Linked DNA regions of Sus scrofa: region 2 is linked to region 1. The links are chromatin contacts, called in public Hi-C maps. All regions are on one chromosome and are shown on one strand. Each heading gives the region's core, a stretch centred on a gene start, on an enhancer-like site or on the middle of the called end of the contact. The rest is flanking DNA. Distances are from core to core; before and after follow the strand shown. Region 1 holds the start of HCN2 (potassium/sodium hyperpolarization-activated cyclic nucleotide-gated channel 2). Region 2 holds the start of CDC34 (ubiquitin-conjugating enzyme E2 R1).

What was found. A called contact is a pair of places that touch in the nucleus more often than the background predicts.
Region 2: a contact with region 1 is called in a Hi-C map of embryonic fibroblasts, with 1.6 times the contacts expected there. The contact joins the promoter of CDC34 here to the promoter of HCN2 in region 1. A contact is called at or near these places in 1 of 5 promoter capture datasets (liver), 4 of 47 Hi-C or Micro-C datasets (blood, embryonic fibroblasts, heart right ventricle and 1 more) and 1 of 2 datasets of contacts at active chromatin or transcription factors (skeletal muscle).

The regions. Positions count from the first base shown.
Region 1 is chr2:77,729,275-77,732,354 of Sscrofa11.1, forward strand. It overlaps HCN2 (potassium/sodium hyperpolarization-activated cyclic nucleotide-gated channel 2), which reads right to left and starts at 1,607. Exons shown (of 9, transcript XM_021084305.1): 1 at 1,256-1,607; 2 at 971-1,253. The coding sequence starts at 1,607.
Region 2 is chr2:77,766,765-77,769,844 of Sscrofa11.1, forward strand. It overlaps CDC34 (ubiquitin-conjugating enzyme E2 R1), which reads right to left and starts at 1,568. Exons shown (of 5, transcript XM_021084306.1): 1 at 1,246-1,568. The coding sequence starts at 1,422.

The sequences.
Region 1 (3,080 bases), core at 357-2,856:
ACTGGGGGGATCCACCATGGAAACACACCCCCCCAGATCCCTTGGCCCATGCCCCCAGGCCCCCCGCCCTCCTCAGTCACATCCTCGTGATCACACACACTGTCTGCAGTGATATGCACTGTTCACACTCGCAGGCCACATAGCACACGCCCGGGAACAGAGCTGCAAACATACACTGTTGACCTGGCTCTGGGCTTTTCCACATATCAACCGGCTTAATCCACATCAACATCTATACAACCACCGACACCTGGGCACACCACAAATACGGCGTGATCTTCCGCAAGGCCTTGCCCTGAGACTTTGCACGCATCAACCAGCTTAAACCACATCAACCACTGACACCTGGACACACTACCCGGCTGATACGGCAGATGCGGCTCAAGGAAGACAGCCTGGAGACACCAGCACACTCAGCGCCCCCTCCTCGCAGGATACCCAGGCCCAGCGACCCAGGACGCGCCTCCTTGCGGCGTGGGGCGCAGGTGGAGACCGTGGGACCCGCCGTGTCTGCTTAACCCTTTCTCCGCCAGCCTCTCCAGGGCGCGTCCTTCCCAGGCGCCCTTCCTTCCTCCCTCCTTGCTTCCGCTCTGCCGCCTCCCCCGCGCCCACGTTCCCCTCTATTTGTCCTCTCCGCCCCTGAGCGCTCAGACCCTTGTCCCGCAGCGCTTGACGTGAGCCCACCCCAAAGGGCGGGGAATGTCAGGATGCGTGGGAGGGGGCGCGCCGGGGTCCCCAAGGGAGCCTGCGTGCGCCCCCCAGTGCCCCTCCAAGGGCGGAGTCTCGCGCCCCCAGGTCATTTCGGGGCGGGTCCGGACGCGCCCGAGGTCACTGAGGGGCCCCGAGGTCACCCACGGGGCGCGCCGCCCCGCCCTCCCTGAAGCGCTCCAAGGACAGCCCCCGCACGCGTCCGTTCGCTGTGCCCCTCCGCGCGGGCCAGCCCGCCCTCCGAGTGGGTGGGTGACTGTACCTGAAGTCGCTGTACGGGTGGATGATCCAGGCCCCCGCTGACTTGACGCGCTCCTGCTCCCGCTCCACGGCCTTCTGGCTGCCGAACATCCGCAGCGAGAACTTGTTGACGCCCGGCTGAAGGAGCGCGCCGAACTGGCGCTGCATGAAGCTGGCCTGACTGCCGCGCGGCTCCCCAGCCGGGCCCGCCTCCTCGCTGCCCGCCTCGTCCGCCGGCCCCGGCCCCGGGCCCGGAGCGGGCCCTGAGGCCGCTCCGCGGCACGAAAACGACACCTTGGGCCCCGCGCCGGGCCCTCGGGCCCCGCGGGGCTGCACTGCGGCTCGCCGCGCCCGCACTCGCCATTCGGGCTGCCCTTGGCCGTGCTCGCCGCGCCCGGGGTGCCCGGGCGGCCGCACGAGCTGTCGCGGCTGCGGAGCCGGGCCCGCGGGCCGCCCTCGTCCGCCGCCTCCGGGGGAGCCGCCTCTGTCCGGGGCGCCTGCGGAGGGGGCGCTGGGCTGGGGCCCGGAGGGGGCGCGGGCGGTGGCGGCGGCGGCGGCTGCTGCTGGGGGGGCGCGGGCGGCGGCGGCGGCGGCGGCCCCGGCGCGGGGGTCGCGCCCGGGCTCTCCCCGGGCCGCCCGCCGCCCCCGCGCGCGTCCATGGCGAGGCGGCGCCGGGCAGTGCGGAGCGGAGCCGCCGCCGCCGCCGCCGGCCCGAGCCCGAGGGGGGGGGGAGGCGGGGGTAGGGCGGGGCAGAACCGCGGGGGGCGGAGCTGCGGCTGCGGGGGAGGGGCGGGGGCGGGAGCCCCGCCTCTGCCCGCGCCCACACCGGGCGCGCCCCGCCCAGGTCCCGCGCCGGGGAAACTGAGGCCTCTGGGTCGGGGACGGCCCAAGGTCGCGCAGCTTGAGGCCTTGTAGACCCGATTAAGCCTAGTTCCAGAAGGGGAAACTGAGGCCCGCGAAGGGGAAGGACGCGCCCAAGGTCACCGAGCCCAGCTGCGGGCCCGGGGCCTCTGCGGGCAACCTTGGCAAGGAGCCTTCTGGCGCTTGCGTTCGCCTCTGTCCAGAGGCATAGCGGGGCGGTGACCACTGACACTGGGGCCCAGGAAGTGGGGCCCCTCCTGTGCCAGCCTCCAGCCTTTCTGGAGATTTGAGAATTACCATAATAAAAGGCCACTGGAGCCCAGGTTTTGTCACTTGAGCCCTTGGACAAAGACCCTTGGGGAGGTGACCTGTGGGGAGGGGTTAGGTGGGATCAAGACTAGGAGTCTCCAGACCCACAGTGGTCCCCTTCCTTCCAGCTGCTACATTTGAGGAAACTGAGGTTGAATTGGGCAAGAAGAAGAGCCACCCAAGGGTGCTGTTCACCACCCTCAAACAGTGTCCTAAAGCACAGTGGAGGGTGGGTCTCCCACAAGGCTAGTGGCATTTATTTATTTATTTAGGCTTTTTTTGCCACATTCATGGCATATGGAAGTTCCTGGCAAGTTCCAAGGATTGAATTCGAGCTGCAGCTGTGAAGTACGCTGCAGCTGCGGCAACACCAGATCCTTAACTCACTGCACCTGGCTGGGAATCCAACCGGTGCCTCCACAGTGACAAACCCCATCTTGTCAACCCACAGCGGGAACTCCCAAATGCATTTCATATCTAACACATTTTTTTTTTCTCTTCTTTTTCAGCCGCACCCACGGCATATGAAAGTCCCCAGGCCAGGGGTCTAATGTGAGCTGGAGCTGCTGGTGGCCTTTAAAGTGGGGAAATGCCTGAGGTCACGAGGATCCACCCCTTCCCACAGGATACCCACAAGTGAGCTGCACGGGGCTGCCCCATTTCTCCACCCCTTGGGACCAAACCACAGCCAGCTCTCCCTGCCTGCCCAACCCCAGGCCCCAGCAAGCACCGGGGGCTCTGCTTCTGGGGTTGGAGCCAGGTTGGGGAGTGATTCCTAGTATTAGGTGACATGGGGCACATGCCCAGGACTCTTCTTGGCCTCTGGTCCCCACCCCAGCTCAACCATTGTGTGAGGGGAGATGCCATGCGAGGAGGATGGTAGAGGAACAGAGACCTGACTGAAGGAGAGACAGGAGTGAAGACAAGAAGGGCCTGAAGACATGGGGGAGGAGCAAAGGAAC
Region 2 (3,080 bases), core at 318-2,817, 37 kb after region 1:
AAATCCGTGCCCTGCATGGGGAAGATGGATTCCAACCATAGAACTCAGCCCAGAGCTGTCCACACTCATCCCCCCATCCCACCTCAGCAATGCCAGTAGCTCAGGCTGTTCTGTTGAGGTTGCTGAACTAGCCAAAAGTGCAAACACAGAATCTGTCCAGGCGGCATCAGCCTCCCCACCCCCCAACCCAGGCCTCCCAGCCAGGCCTGCAGGGCTCTTGGCAGGGTGTGTGTGTGTGTGTTCGTTCCCAGCTGATGGTTCAGGCCCCATCTCTCACCCAAGGAGACCCCCTGCCTTGTCCCTCTGGCTCAAGGAGCAAAGTCCTTTTGATCTGGGAGGGGTCCCTCAAGACCACGGCTAGACTCAGATCCTCCCCAGGTTTTGGCTGGAGTCCATGACACACAAGTCCCCAGGAAAACACTTGCCTCCCAGCTCTGACAACAAGAGAGAACTGCTTGGATTTAAGCCACCACCGAGGGCCCAGAAACCACGAGAGCTTGAGATTCGGGCCACCACCGAGGGCCCAGAAACCACGAGAGCTTGAGATTCGGGCCCAAGAAGCCAACGACTCATTGGAACCTGAAAAAGGCCAGGACCCCAACCTTCTGAGGTGGAACCTGGGGTGGGTTCTGCTCCGTGGTTTCCAGGGACAGGGAGGAGGGTGGGAGTGACCGTCAGAGAGAGCAGGTTACATAAAGCTCAGGATGAAGTCAAGAGGGCCTGGCCGGCTGCTATCGGCAAGGGTGGACGCTTTCCAAGCAGGTCCCTGCTGCCAAGGCCCCATCCTGGCCTCTGTTGGAACCCGAGCAGGAGGCCGAGCCAGTCCCCAGGCCAGCGGGCCTCCCTCCCCCACTCCCTCCCTTCCTAAGCCGGCGCTCCCCGCAACAGTATTGGCTGGTTGTGGGGAGGCTTTTTTGTCTCCTCTGAGCAGCGAGCAGGGCCGGGAGGCGGGGAACACTAAGGGCTGGGGGAAGCAAGAACCCTGCACCCAGAGAAACACGGAGGGTCCTAGGTTTCCTCTCGGGGGCCTGAAGCGGGCTTAGAGGGGATGGGCGCTTCTCGGGGACTCCTGAGGCCAGACGGGGAAGAAGGGGTGACTGAGAGCCCCGAACTCTCCGGAGGCGGCCAGGCAGTGGAGCAGAGGGAGGGGGCCCCGCGAGGGGAGCGGGCAGGGAGCAGAGGTGGAGGAGGGGCCCCGAGGACCCGGAGCAGGGTCGCTCGCCCGCCCCCCTCTTCGCTGCTCACCTTGAAGTAGCCGCCCTCGTAGTAGGTGTTGGGGGGCCCGAAGATGGCCACCTCCCAGTTGTACAGATCGCCCTCGTCCACCAGGGTCACCCGGAAGCCCTCCACCGGCTCCTCCTGCAGCCCCTTGAGCTCCAGCAGCAGCGCCTTCTGCGAGCTGGGCACCAGCGGCCGGGCCATGGCGGCGGCGGACGGGCCCGGGTCCGGGGCCGGGGCAGGGGGCGCGCGGGGCCGCGGGGCCGCGGGACCGCGGGACGGGCCGGGGCCGGGGCCGCCTTCCTCCTCTGCGCCGCCGCCGCCGCCGCCGCCGCCGCCGCCCGGGGCACCCGGGGGCTCCACTCGCTCTGCGCCGCCGCCCGGCCCTCGCCTCGGCCGCCGCGCCCCGCCCCCGCCGCCGCCCGCGCCTGCGCGCAGCCTGCCCCGACCGCGCCTGCGCGCCCGCCCGCGGGGCACGATGGGAAGCGATCCCTCCCCCGGCCGCCGAGCGCGCCGCCGGGAGCCGGGGGCCGCGCGCGCAGGCGCCTTGGCGCTTCCGAGGCCCTGGGAGGCCTCCGCCGCCCCGGCTCTACGAGCTCCCCTGATGCCTGTGCGCGGGGCCGCGGGCAGGGCTGCGCTGCGCTGCCCCGCCCGGCTCGCGGCCCTTTTGGGCCTTTTTGTGACGTCCCGGCGCGGGGCGGGGCCGGGGCGGGGCCGGCTCGAGCCTCAGTTTCCATACTCATGACCCGGGCCCAGGCTGCCTCGGGCCAGCCAAGAGGGTCCCTCCACTTCCGGCCGTCTTCCCACTTAGGGTGTGCTCTGCCCCACAGTCTCGGGACCTGTTCTGGCCAAACCCCAGATAAAAACTTGACCCCAGCTGTGTCCATATCAGGCTGACCTTTGACTCCAGCTAGCCGGGGGGTGGGGGGGTCTGGGCTTCCCTCCACCTTCCGACCCCGCCTGGCTGACCTGACAGCACTCTGGCCCAGACACCCACACAGCTCTGGGTCGGAGAGGTGTGTATGTGCGCGCGCTCGGACCTGGTCTTTAGCCTTGCAGGTCCGCAGGTGACAGCTCCCCACGAGGGTGGGCATGGCCCCCGTGGCCTGTGATGGCCTTGCTGGCAGGTGACCCGGGCAGCCAGCAGCTGCACCAACACTTGAGGCTGGGCAGAGCTGATTCCCTCCCCCGCCTGCCTGTCACCTGGCCCTGGGCTGGCCCCAGCTGAGGACAGGCAGGTAAATCTGGAGAAAAAAAAAATGTCATCTCTGGGAATGAGCAAAGGAGCCTGAGGAAGAGCCATGGGCAGAGCAGTAGCTTCAGTGGCTCTCATCAATACAGGGGCTTGCCCTGCACACCAGGGGACCTGGAGGGGCCTCCCCTATAGGATGGGCCACACACACTTTGTCCAGAGTTCCAAGTATTCTCTGTCCCTTGTTCTCTGCCAGTGACACCAATGTCATAGTGTTGGTCAGTGGCAGCTTGCTGATAAATAGTAATTAGAATTAATTATGATTCTTCCAGAGAAGTTTCCCAAGATGTATCCCCATGTATATGGCAGGAATTATTGGGTGGGTGGGGAATAGGTAAAGGGAGGTACCAGGTTTACATACTCTGCATTCGGTCCCACTGAGGCTTTGTCTCCCAAGACAGCCTGCATCTCAGGCTCTGCAACGTCCTGAGGTTGTGGACATCCCAGGTTTCTGCCTGCCCATTTTCTGGCCATGGCACCTCCATTTCCTGAGGGGGCCCCCACTCTTACTCTGCAAGGTTCGAATTGGACTGATCCCTAAGCCCTGGCTGAAGTGGTTAGTTCAGCATGTGACTTGACTGTCTAAGGAGATGCAGCCTGGGATATTTTC